2 separate regions of the Sus scrofa genome follow, and region 2 is linked to region 1. The links are chromatin contacts, called in public HiChIP or PLAC-seq maps. All regions are on one chromosome and are shown on one strand. Each heading gives the region's core, a stretch centred on a gene start, on an enhancer-like site or on the middle of the called end of the contact. The rest is flanking DNA. Distances are from core to core; before and after follow the strand shown. Region 1 overlaps LOC102160869 (atherin-like). Region 2 overlaps LOC102160869 (atherin-like).

What was found. HiChIP or PLAC-seq counts read pairs in DNA pulled down with a chosen protein or histone mark.
Region 2: an H3K27ac HiChIP or PLAC-seq map of alveolar macrophages shows a contact between it and region 1. The contact joins two enhancer-like sites. A contact is called at or near these places in 29 of 47 Hi-C or Micro-C datasets (adipose tissue, alveolar macrophages, blood and 14 more) and 2 of 2 datasets of contacts at active chromatin or transcription factors (alveolar macrophages and skeletal muscle).

The regions. Positions count from the first base shown.
Region 1 is chr14:76,607,345-76,614,021 of Sscrofa11.1, forward strand. It overlaps LOC102160869 (atherin-like), which reads right to left. Exons shown (of 3, transcript XM_013983354.2): 3 at 1,275-2,279. The coding sequence ends at 2,189. It also overlaps a transcript of CAMK2G not described here. Among named protein-coding and RNA genes, the nearest start is that of CAMK2G, 18 kb to the left of the region's middle. Within about 2 kb of position 3,302, at least 7 of the 83 cell types and tissues checked have an H3K27ac peak or open chromatin away from gene starts, as enhancers often do. A contact at or near this core is called in alveolar macrophages, where this site is marked.
Region 2 is chr14:76,661,176-76,667,852 of Sscrofa11.1, forward strand. All of the region lies in intron 1 of LOC102160869 (atherin-like), which reads right to left. Among named protein-coding and RNA genes, the nearest start is that of PLAU, 35 kb to the left of the region's middle. Within about 2 kb of position 3,851, at least 27 of the 83 cell types and tissues checked have an H3K27ac peak or open chromatin away from gene starts, as enhancers often do. A contact at or near this core is called in alveolar macrophages, where this site is marked.

The DNA of each region.
Region 1 (6,677 bases), core at 2,052-4,551:
TCTTAATTCCCTGTATTTTAATCGGTTATTTCCACTCAGCATGAATCTCCACCTTTACAACTTTCTCATGCAATTCTTTCTCAAACACCTTTCTCTAGCAAATGTGTTCCTTTCCTTGGGTGATTGCTGTAAGAAAGGCAGATGAAGTCTTAGCTTACATCAGGAATCCCAAAGTGATAGTCTGCTGGCCAAACCCAACCCTTCAACCTATTTTGGTTGACATGTACAATTTTAACTGGGAACGCTTCACAGAAAACAAAAACCCAGTTTTCAAAAACATTTTTTTTTTCAACATTTGGTGTCCTTAGGTTGGTTTCACCCAGAAGCAGTCCCTGAAACAAGACCTTAGTTGTAAGTAGTTTTTTTGGAAGGTGATCCTAGGAAAGTCCACTTAAGGAGTGGGGAAGGCGGGCAGGGGAAGGAAGGGATATGGATAAGTTATAAGGGAAACTACCTTATGGGCATCTGGAACTTCATCCTCTTGGCAAACTCAGGGGGACAGTGCAGAACACGTCTCAAAGTTATCTCACCTGAGCGGCAAAGGTATTAGTGTATTTATCCACCATCACTGGTTGGGAGCTGGTTGTTGGGAGTGTGGGGGAGGTGGGATAATGGTGATGGTAATTCCTGGGGAACATCAGCCTGCTGTAGAGCAGGGAAGAGTGGGCTCCAAAGCCCAGAAGCAGCTAGAACTGACAGCATCTACCATGATACGGAAGATCTAGCAAAACTCATCCTCAATTCCTACTCGGCAACAATTAGCAGTAGCTGAATAGCAGCAGTTGCCCTCTTTAAACAAGACCAGTCTGCCTTCGCCTCTACTCCCCACCCACCCCCAATGTCCTACACTAAACCTGCTGTACTCATTACATCACCTGCTTAGCCTCTGGGGTTTCTGTGTTTGTGAGCCCTGGTTTATGTCTCTATGAAGGCTATTCCACTGCAGCTGTCTCTGTTGCCTGTAAGTTGTTTCTTATTCTTATTTGCATCCCACAGGGAATGATTCCAAAAGATGTTAACTGACTTCTGTTTCTCTAGCCCTATACTCTGAATTAATTAATTCTCTGAGTCTTAGACCACCTTAGCTCCATGTTGTTCTTTTCTTTATCTTTTTCTTTTTAGGGTCACACCTGCAGCATATGGAAGTTACCAGGCTAGGGGCTGAATCAGAGCTGTAGCTGCTGGCCTATACCACAGCCACAGCGATGCGGGATCTGAGCTGCTTCTGTGAATGACACCACAGCCGACGGCAATGCCAGATCCTTAACCACTGTGAAGCCCAGGGATCGAACCCGCGTCTTCACGGATACTAGTCGGGTTCACTAACACGGCATCACCACGGGAACTCTAGTTCCATGTTGTTCTATGTGCTGAGTCAGAGCATGTACAATTGGCCCCAGTCCGGGGACTGACTGGGGGAGGCCCTTAGTTATTGCTTCAACATCTCCAACCTGATTTTCAGTTCCTAAAATGCACTGGGTTCATTTCTGCCTCAGATCAATTCCTCTGCCTAGAAAGTTCTTTCTTTCCCTTTATGATAGGCTAACTCATCTTCATCCTTTAGAACTTAGCTTAAAAGTCACTTTCTCAGTGAAGCCTTCCATATCATTCACCCCATTAGGTTATGTCCCTCCACCTGCCATTCTCACAGTGCACTATATTCCTCCTTAATGTATGTACAATAATTACATATGTGTTGGTATAATTTGTATTCACACTGGAGTCACATCAATGCAGTTAACTTGTTGCAAAACCAACTCTACACACTCAGCTGAAAGAGACAGAAACAAATTCCTTTATATAAAGTCACTTTCCACAATTAAAGACAGATCTTGACATTTGCCCCAGGATCACACCCAAAGCACAAAGAGAAATAGATGTTATTTCTTGGCTTTTTTGCTTCTAAATATCAAGGTCCTGGTGAATTAAGGGATTTTCAAGAATAATTTTGCAATCTTTGCTCATAATCTTATTTTAGAATCTACTATCACCCCCTACACACACACACACACACACACACACACACATACACACACACACATGGAGAAGATGGAAATCCACTGTATTAGCTGCCTCTCCCTCTATACTGAAGCTCCATGAGGATAGATAACACACTTGCCTCTATCATTGCTGGATCCTTGGGTCTAGTGAAGTGGTGGACATGTAGTAAGTCCTTAATAAACCTTCATCAGATGGATGATGGATGATGGGTGATGGATGGATGGATAATGGAGGAGGGATGATCAGGACTGTGAGGACCAGTGTTGCGTAGGAGGCACCTGGAAATAGGATGATACTTAATGTGATGTAGCTACCTACAAGCTAGAGAGGAGAATGATGAAGGTAACGAAGTGGCTGAACTACTGCAGTTGAACTGTCTCCCAAAGACCTGTACTTCTACTGTAAATCCCACACTCTACTTTCCTCCAAACCAAGATCACTGGATTAGAGCCTTATCCCAGACAGTGCGGCTGCCTCTGAGTCACTGTGCAGCACTGCTATAGCCCTCAGGGCTGAGACAGGGCACTCCATCCGGCATGGATTATTAACCCAGATCAAAAATTCCACTCAGCCCCCTACTGTGACCCTGCTCATGACTCTCTCCCTACCCTAGCCCCAGGCTTTGCTTTGACCCAATTCCAACCCTAATCTTGATCATGATTTTTATTTTTAATTATTACAGTATAGTTGATTTACAGTGTTGTGCTAATTTCTGCTGTACAGCAAAGTGACCCAGTCATACATATATATACTTTCCTTTTCCTATATTATCTTCCATCATTTGATCACAATTTTTTTTACAGCACTGGGGCCAGTCCTGACTCTGATTCGCATCTTGACCCTAACCTTGGCCCAGACACATCCTTGCTTCTGATCCTGAGTATACTACATGCCTGTGCTCTTTTGCTCACTGTTATTTACAGAGCTTGTGCACATATTATTTTATTTGATATTTACAACACTTTTTTTTTTCCTTCAGTTGAGAAAACTGAGAATCTGAAAAATGCCCCAGGTCACACAGCTAGTAAATCAGGGAGCCCAGATCAGACTCAGGTCTTCCTGCTCTAAATCCAGGGCTACAGGAGTTGGGGTTACTGAAGTTCCAGATGTGGTTCTCCATTGATCTTATGGCAAAGCAATCCTAGATAATCAAAGCCTCCAGGTACTAAGAGTAGTGCTGATAATTATAATTACCTTATCTTAACTAGGCAATTTCTTTGCAACAAGCAAAGTGCTAAGAAGCTCTCATACATTATCTTACTTCATACCCACTATGAGGTTACAGAGATCTGTTGCCCCATTTTATAAGAAAGGAAACCATGGCTTTTGGAGGTTAAGTAACTTGCTCAAGATCATGCAGCTAGTAAGAGGCAAGACAGAATTTGAACCCAAGTCTTGAACCTTTACAAAGAAATGAGATAGCGACAAGAAACAGCTATGAGTCTGGGTCCTGCCTCCATGTTCCCACCATACCTTTTGAGCTGTAGTACCAAATTCCAGAGTATTGTCTTTGATCACCAAAACTGGGTCAAAAATGAGTCAAGCCTTGGTATAACTGACTCACTGCGGTGTCTGTCAGCTCTATAAGGAGACAGGAAGCCTCAGAGGGCAACTGCCAGCTGACCACTGCAGAGTGGATGAAGGTCCCAGAAGCATCCACCACAAGCCCTGTGGTGGTTTAACATGGAAACCCACATGCCTTCCAAATAAAGACCCAGACTGAAGATTCATTTTAAAAATCAAACCTGCCAATCCCCACTTCTTTCTCCATACTCAGCTCTACACGCTAACAGGGCTCCATTTTGGTTAACTCCCCTGTCTTTCATCTCTGACTTCTACATTTTATCCATTTCCTTCCTGGATAGGTTTCTGTGTCTCCATCCCCATCTCAACTCAAGATTCTGAATATCTGTGATGCCACCTTTTCATAGTCTGTTTCTCTTGAATCTTATTCTCAATGCTTTGTCGATCCCTTTGTCATGGGACTACCCCACCACCACCCTGCAACTTTTTTTGTAAAATACACATAACATAAAATTTGCTAATTTAACCATTTTTAAGTGTACAGTTCAGTGGCATTAAGTGCATTCCCTTTATTGTGCAACCATTACCACCATTCATTTCCAGAAATTTTTCATCATTCCAACCAGAAACTCTGTATCCATTAAACAATAACTCCCCATAAGCCCTGGTAAACTCTGCTCTACTTCTGTATGGATTTGCTAATTCTAGGTACCTCATATGAGTGGGATCATATAATATGTAGCCTTTTGTGTCTGGCTTATTTCACTAAACGTTATGGAGGTTCATCCATATTGTTGCATGTATTAGGACTTCATTCATTTTTAAGGCTGAAAAATATTCCATTGTATGTCTATGCCACATTTGATTTATCCCTTCATCTGTTTATTGATGATTGGGTTGCTTCTATGGGTAATATGCATAATGCTGTTATGAACATAAGTGTACAAGTATCTGTTTAGTCCCTGCTTTCAATTCTTTTGGGTATATACCTAGGAGTGGAATCATATGGTAATTGTAGGTCTAACTTTTTGAGGACCTATCAAACTGTTTCCCATGGTGGCTGCATCATTTTATTCCTACCAACAACACACAGTGGTTCCAGTTTCTTCATATCCTCACTGACACTTGTCATTTTCCACTTTTTTTGTTAAAAGCCATCCTGATGGATATGAAGTGGTATGCGAGATCTCTTTTGAACACAGCACTCCATGAGTCCAAGTGTTCTAGATTCCCAGGGTCTGCTCTGCCTCCTTGGGACCCTATGAGCCTCCCTGGCTCTGAGAATTGCTATTTACAGCCAACATACTTCTTTCTCCCTGCACTTTCTGGTCTTTCTTCCAGGCTCTGACAATGTGCTGCCATCTCTCTGCCTTTTGCTTTTGGAGAGTTGGGCTGAGAAGTAACACAGAGTTTGGGAAGAATACAAAATCAATTTCTTTAGGCACCACAATTGTCTGAGCTCTTTTTTCCATGTAGTCTTCCAGACCAAAGACGACTGTGCTGGCTCCAGGGGACTGATTTTATGACTTTGACCTGCCACTGACCTCAGAACTAGAACAACAACCAGAGCTTCGAGCAAAATTGTTTCTTCTACTTACCAGGACCTAAGGGAACAGCTTATGGTCTAGCTACAAGCTCCGAGCTTTCTGAATCAAGACTGTCTTGAGCCCCTTCCTTTGCTGAGGCTCATATTTGGTGGTTTAGGTCTTCAAGACAGATCCTGGGTGTGGTGATTCACCTCCTCATGAGCCCATGACTCCTTGAGGGGAACTTGGAAACCTGGAATTTTGGTCACGATTCCCTGTTCATATTCCCAGAACCCAGACTCTCTGGGGCAACATTTGTTTATATTGTTTAATACTTACGTCCTCTCTGTAGACATCTGATGTCAAGGGCAGGGTGCGTCAAACCTGGCCCCCGTGTCCTCATACATCCTGGGCCGGGCTTCAGCCCAAGCCTCGCGCCTCTGCGTAAAGGTGCCTGATATACGTTTCTTTTCTTTCAGCCTCTCCTTTCTTCTGTGAAAGCAGGTGGAAAGAACCTCCTTCTGCATTCCACAAAAGGGAAAACTAGGCCCATGGAGGGAAGTGACTCACCAGGTTCAAAGGTGGAGTCAGCAACCAAGTTGGGAATGGAGCTCCATCCTCTGCCTCTGAAACCACAGTCCCCACTATGGGCAGAAATCCCCTTCCTCAAGAGGAAGCTCTTGGCTCATACTTAGAGATATGGCTTTTGTATTTGACAGGTGCCCCTGGGATTGGGCACGGGGGCTCTCTGCCCTCAGTCTTTCCACACCACACCATAAAACTATTGTTTTGGCCTTCAAATAAAAATTTCATGGTACAGCCCTTAAAGCAAATTTCTAAAGCTCTTTCTTAAGCAAAACATGTGACCCTTAAAGTTTGGAAAAACAAAAGCTCCTAAAGAATAGGAACAAAGACAGCTGTAGGAGCCTCATCTCTTCCTTGCAGTCTCACTTCCCCACTGGTGTCCTCTTGTGTCCTCACTCCCACTATTCACCCAGCCCTGGGCATTTATCATTTCCCCATTCCTTCTCGCCCAAGCCCAGACAAAATCCAAGTTACTCTCTTTGGTACATTTGTTTCAATTGAGACCAATAGGAATTTTCAGTTTCACAGAAAATCTTATATACACCCTTGTTCAAGAATTTAGAGTGCCTGTCCAGAGTCTATGGTATCAAGTACAAATTTTCATCTGGCTTTTGAGACCTTGTATAGTCTGACTTCACCCCACCTATCTTTACTTAGTTCTCACCACTCTTCAGTGTAAATGCTCCCTAATGGAACAAGATTTCTCACTGAAATCTTTTCTCACACGTGTACACACACACACACACACACACACACACAGAGTTAAACATACGAAGTTTACTCTCCACAATATATAAAATGTTTATTCCAATTCCTGTCTTTTTTTCTAGGATTCTTGCTTAGAACTTTTTTTCCTGCCCTCTACTAATCCAACATAACCCACCCTTTAGGATTTGTTCATGTCTAGGAAATCTCTAATTTCAGTGTGTCTGTTCTCTAAGCTTTTATTGCATTTATAGTCAGTAGTCAGAATGTTTAATATTAACAGGATTTTTTATTTATTTATTTTTTTGCTTTTTAGGGCCACAACCACTGCATATA
Region 2 (6,677 bases), core at 2,601-5,100, 54 kb after region 1:
GAAAGACACCAAGGAAGAATAAGAAGGCTTTGAAGAACTTTGTGTGAATGATAGAGCAGGCATTGTTGCTCCATTTAATAGCTGAGAAAACTGAGTCACAGAAAGGCTAAATGACTTGCCCAAGGCCACATTAGGGGAGGAGGCCAAACTGCAATATAGTTCTAAGGTTTTTAAGCCTCAGGCTATATGGTGCTTCCTAGGCCAGGCCCCATCCTTTAGAACTTTCTGATGTTCTGGCTTGAACCACTCCAAGTTGTTAGCAAAGAAGAACAGGGCCGCCCTCACAGTAGGCTCTGACCACACTGGCCACATACTTGGCACACCCTTGTACCAGAAGCCACAGGAGAGCTTTCTCGAAGAGATCTTTTCCTCAAAAATGACATATGCACACTCAATCTTGAAGTTGGTAAGCACGCCTGAGAAACAACAGCGGCAGCATCCTGGCACCTAGCTGTCCTGAGAAGCCACTTTCCATTCTTGCTGCCAGCATGTAAGTGATATTTAGGCCGCTTGTTCCCACCCAAGACAGAGAGCCATGGATATAGCAGGAGATCAGTTCCACATCTTTACAATGTTGCATAGGCTTTGGAATCAGAAAGAGGTGATTTTCTTTCTTTCTTTCTTTCTTTTTTTTTTTGTTTTTGTCTTTTTGCCTTTTCTAGGGCTGCACCCATGGCATGTGGAGGTTCCCAGGCTAGGGGTCTAATGGAGCTGTAGCCGCTGGCCTCCACCACAGCCACAGCAACAAGGGATCCGAACTGTGTCTGTGACCTACACCATGGCTCATGGCAATGCCGGATCCTTAACCCACTGAGAAAGACCAGGGATCGAACCCGCAACATCATGGTTCCTAGTCAGATTCGTTAACCACTGCGCCACGAGGGGAACTCCAGAAAGAGGTGATTTTCATACTTACTCTAATGTTAAAATGAAGGCGTTCCCGTTGTGGCTTATTGGTTAATGAATCCAACAAGGAACCATGAGGTTGCGGGTTCGATCCCTGGCCTTGCTCAGTGGGTTAAGGATCTGGCATTGCCGTGAGGTCACAGATTTGGCTCAGATCTGGCATTGCTGTGGCTCTGGCGTGGGCCAGCGGCTACAGCTCCAATTAGACTCCTAGCCTGGGAACCTCCGTATGACACGGGTGCGACCCTGAAAAGACAACAGACAAAAAAATAAATAAATAAAATAATGGTTAAAATGAAAAGACTGATATTCCATGTATTGTCAAGGATGCAGAACTGCTAAACAATTTGGCAGTATTTAATAAACTTAAATATATTTGGACCTAAGAAAAATGTTCATGACAGTGTTACTCAAAATAGCCTAAAACTGGGAGTTCCCATTGTGGCTCAGTGGAAACGAACCTGACTAGTATCCGTGAGGATGCAGGTTTGATCCCTGGCCTCACTCAGGGGTTAAGGATCCAGCATTGCTATGGCTGTGGTGTAGGCTGGTAGCTACAGCTCTGATTTGACCCCTAGCCTGAGAACTTCCATATGCTGCAGCTTCAGCCAAAAAAAATAAAGCCTAAAACTGGAAACAACCTAAATATTTATCAATAAGAGAATGGATAGGAGTTCCAGTCATGACTCAGTGGTTAATGAACCCAACTAGTATCCATGAAGACACGGGTTCGATCCCTGGCCTTGCCCAGTGGGTTAAGGATCTGGCATTGCTGTGAGCTGTGGTGTAGTCTGGCAGCTACAGCTCCAATTCAACCCCTAGCCTGGGAACCTCCATATGCCATGAGTGCTGCCCTAAAGAGACAAAAAAATAAACAAATAAATAAGAGAATGGATAAATACATTGAGGGGTATATTCATAAAATCATATACTATTCAGGAATAAAAAGGAACAAACTGCTGATCCACTCAATATTATACACAAATCCTTGACACGCTATATTGAGCAAAAGAAAGCAGATACAATAGTATGATCCCATTCATCAAAATTTCAAGGATAGGTAAATCAGGGGTTCCTGTTGTAGCTCAGTGGGTTGAGAACCTCACACAGTATCCATGAGGATGTGGGTTCAACTCCTGGCCTCACCCAGTGGGTTAAGGACTTGGTGTTGTTGCAAGCTGCGGTATAGTTCGAAGATGCAGCTTGGATCCGGTGTTTCTGTGGCTGTGATGTAGTCCAGCAGCTACAGCTTGGATTCTACCCCGAGTCTGGGAACCTCCATATGCCACAGGGACTTTCATATTCCTAAAAAAAAAAAGGGGGTATTGAATAGGAAAATCACATCTATGAGGCTACAAGTCAGAATATTGGTTACCTTGGGATTAGAGGGATTGGGTGTTTTCTGGAAAGGAGCATAAGGGAATTTTTGAGAGGTATGGAAGTATTTAATACTAGTCTGCATGGTGGCCACATGGGTATATGCATATTAAGTGTATATAAGTCACAGCTCAGTAAACTACTGTGTGTCTAAGAGACAGACAGAGACAGAAAGAAACGGAGACGTAAGTCTTGTTCCTAGTTCTCAGTTCTACCACTGCTAAGGAGTCTCTGGGCAAGTTACTTAACATTTATGATCCCCTTCCCTCATCTAAAAAATGGAAATAATAATAGTACCCCTCTCATTGGGTAGTTCTTAAATTAAAACTTTATTTTTATCTTATGGTGATTCTAACACTTAACATGAGATCCACTCACTGAAGAGATTTTTAAGTGTACAATATAGTTAGCTGTAGTCACAGTGCTGTATAGCAGATCTAGAACTTACTCATTTTGTATTACAGAAGCTTTAAATCTATTGATTAGCATCTCTCCATTTCCCCCTCCAGCCTGTCCCTGGCAACCACTATTCTGCTTTCTGCTTCTATGAGTTTGACTATTTAAATTTCTTATATAAGTAGAATCATACAGTATTGTCCTTCTCTAACCAGCTTATTCCACTTAGATAATGTCCTCAGGGCTTCACCAGGTTATCTCATATTTTTAAGATTTTCTTCTTTTTAAAAGCTGAATGATACTCCATTGCATGCATGAACCACATCGGCTTTATCCATTCATCCCTCCAGTGCACTTTTAGGTTGCTTCCACATCTTGACTATTGTGAACAATGCTGCAGTGAACATAGGAATGCTAATATCTTTTCAAGATCCTGATTTCAATTCCTTTGGATAGATACCAGGAGTGGGATTGCTAGATCATATGGCATTCTATATTTTATTTTATTTTATGTTCAGTTAAAAAAAAAAAGCAACATGGGATCTGAGCCACATCTGTGAACTACACCATAGCTCATGGCAACTGCGACACCAGATTCTTAACCCACTGACTGGGGCCAGGGATCGAACCTACATCCTCAAGGATACTAGTCGGGTTCATTGCCACTGAGCCACAACAGGAATTCTTATTTTTAATTTTTTGAGAAACTTCAACACTTCTTTCCACAGTAACTGAACCATTTTGCAATCCCATCAACAGTGTACAAGGGGTCTAATTTCACATGCTTGCCAACGCTTGTCTTTTGCCTAAGGTAGTTTTAGGAATTAAATGAGATAATGCACAAAAAATCTTAGTCCAAGAACCTGGAAAAAACAAAACAAAACCAAAAAACCTAAGAGTTTGGCAAAAGCTCTTCTCACCCTCACCCACCACTTACTCTACCAGGAACAGGTCTCTGAAGGCTTACCCCCCCAAAACACAGTTCCATCACTGGGTTGGGTCAGATCCCCAAGCAGCACTCCCAAGCCCCACAGCACTAAATGTTGCCACACTCTCAGAAGCCATAAGGTTCTGGCAACTAGAAAGAAGTTTCGTCGAATTCTGAACAGGAAGCTGCAGTGGCAGCTGATAATCTGTGACCCGAATATAGCTATCCATTATCTCACTGTGGTTTCTTGTTTCCCTGACAGAGGAAACGCCCACAACTTTCTTGAAGTTACTCTAAACACACAGTTCCTTGTTTAGCTCTGGCAGGATAATGTTACCCCTGGGCACTCCTGTGGCCTCCCTGTCAACCTGGGGGTCCCAGCTCAATCTGTGGGGTAACTGTGCCTTCTCCTTAGGAGGGTGATGACAGGAGCGCATGAGGAAAAAGGCCATTTGTATCTATGGCCATTGGAAGATAAAAGAAAACAAGGCAAGAAACCTTTACCACATCTCCTTTTTGTTCCTCTTCAAGAAACCAGCCAGGCAAACTGACATGCTGGGAGGGAAGGTGTCATCACTAGTTTCTGAATTGCTCTCTGTCTCCAGTCACTTCCCTCTGGTTCTGTTCTTCTCAGGGAAGAAAAATCTGTCCTAGTGAGTCCACCCTCCGGGTGAGGAGCAGAGCCCAGGCTAAAGCCTTGGGTTTGAGCAGAAAAGCCCCGTTAAGGTTCGTCCTTATAAAACTCAGAGCCCAGGAGGCTCTTGGACAAATTGCAAAGGAAGCAAAGTTTGGCTTCTCCTCCTTCTGGCTGCCTCCTAACTAGCCTGTTCTCCACCAAAACTTTTACGATACCAATTCACTTATCACTGCATCTGGGGGATCATTCAATCTGAAGAAGTAAGGATTTCAGGTGCTGCTGCTCTCGAGAGTACTTATACTTTAGGAATTCCCTTGTGGTGCAGTGGGTTAAGGATCTGGCCTTGTTACTGCAGCAGTGTGGGTCACTGTTGTGGCAGGGGTTCTATCCCTGGCCTGAGAACTTCCACATGCCACAGGCATGGCCAAAAAAAAAAAAAAAAGAGTACTTATACTTTTTTTTTTTTTGTCTTTTTGCCTTTTCTAGGGCTGCTCCCACAGCATATGGAGGTTCCCAGGCGGGGGTTGGATCGGAGCTATAGCCGCCAACCTACGCCACAGCCACAGCAACACGGGATCAGAGCCACATTGGTGACCTACAGCACAGCTCACGGCAATGCCAGATCCTTAACCCACTGAGCAAGGCCAGGGATCGAACCCACAACCTCATGATTCCTAGTCGGATTTGTTAACCACTGCGCCACGATGGGAGCTCCAAAAAAAGAGTACTTATACTTTAAAAGAGAACTTTTGAGGAATTCCCTTTTGGCTCAGCAGGTTAAGAACCTGACTAGTATCCATGAGGATACAGGTTCGATTCCTGGCTTTGCTCAGTGGGTTAAGGATCTGGCATTGCCACAAGCTGCGGTGTAGGTCGCAGATGCTGGTAGGATCTGGTGTTGCTATGGCTGTGGCAGAGGCCGGCAGCTGCAGCTCTGATTTAACCCCTAGCCCAGGAACCTCCATATGCTGCAGATGTGGCCCTAAAAAGAAAAAAAAAAGAGAACTCTTGAGATAGTAATGCTTAAATCAAAGGACTGTATCTCTGACATCTGGGGAGCTGTGTTTGGCAGGGAGGACAAGTCCTGTGGGCTCTCTCTGGCCCTCTGGTGGCCATTACTTCTTGGTCAGGTCTCCAGATGTAGATGACACAGCATGACTAGTTTTAAAAGACCATTTTTTTTCTTAAGAGGAACCAGAATGTTGAACTCCTGCAATTTGGTTGAGATAAAATGGGGACACTATAAAGGCAGGTGGCTGCAAAGTCCAGGAAAATGTGTTCAAAAGCTGCTCTCACAGGCCCAGAGTTTGTGCTCAGAGTTAGAAAACCCCCAGGAAAGCTGAGGGTCTCTAAGGGATTCTGAGATGCAGTGGAAACAACACCAGGATAGCAGGGACAAAAACAGCCTTCTGAAGACCTGACTGGGCCACAAGTTTGCCAAACCCTGAGAAATCCTTAACCTCTCTGCGGCTTGTTCTCTTCAATTAAGATATTCCAGGCAGGAAGAATACATACTGAGATGTTGACAGAGGTCCTCTCTGGGTGTGGGATTATAGGTGGATTTGGCTTTCTTCTTAATGCCTCTATCAGTTGATGTGTAATCAGAGAGGCAGAACTACTGGGTATGACACAAAATGAAAAGTGTATTATAATGATTTGACATTTCGCACACACACAATTGTGGGGAGCAGGTTAAACAGCTTGTGTGTGACTATTGTGGATGCTTCTGGTGCTGGGCCTGAAGACAGGAGGGCAGGTGGTCAGGAAGGATAACCAGACATGAAGTACGGGAGGGAAAAGGCAAACTGGAACTTGTAAGAAAAAGGTGATGCCCACAAGGATGAATGGTAAGCTGTGTCAGTCTCTTGCTGGGTCCTTTGTCATGGAGCTAACTACACATTTTACCCAGGAGTTGAAAAGGCTGAAGGACGAGATCTAGTGGGAACTGAAGGCCTAACTGCTATCCCGGGGCCAACAAGGTGAGCCAGCAGATCAGAGACAAGATGTGTGAACTACAACAGCACCTGATTCTACACAGACCTTCTAAGTATAAACATGGGTGCTTTGCTTCTGCCCTCCGGATCTTATGCACATGTTCTTATAGCCAACTCTAGCCCAGAAACAGACAAGGAAAGAAATTCTGCAAAATAAAGTTTGAACATTTAGCCAAATTGACATAGTACAAATCTACCATAATTCTGTTCTAGATTTGCCAAACCTTCTTCAATTAGCATGTATTACTTTAATAACCAGGAGAAAAAAACTTTAGGGAGTTCCCGCTGTGGTGCAGCAGGTTAAGGATCTGACATTGTCTCCGTGGTGGCACAGATTCAATCCCCAGCCCAGTGCAGTGGGTTAAGAATCTGGCATTGCTATAGCTGTGGTGTATGTCATAGCTACAGCTCAGATTCCATCCCTGGCTCGGAAACTTCC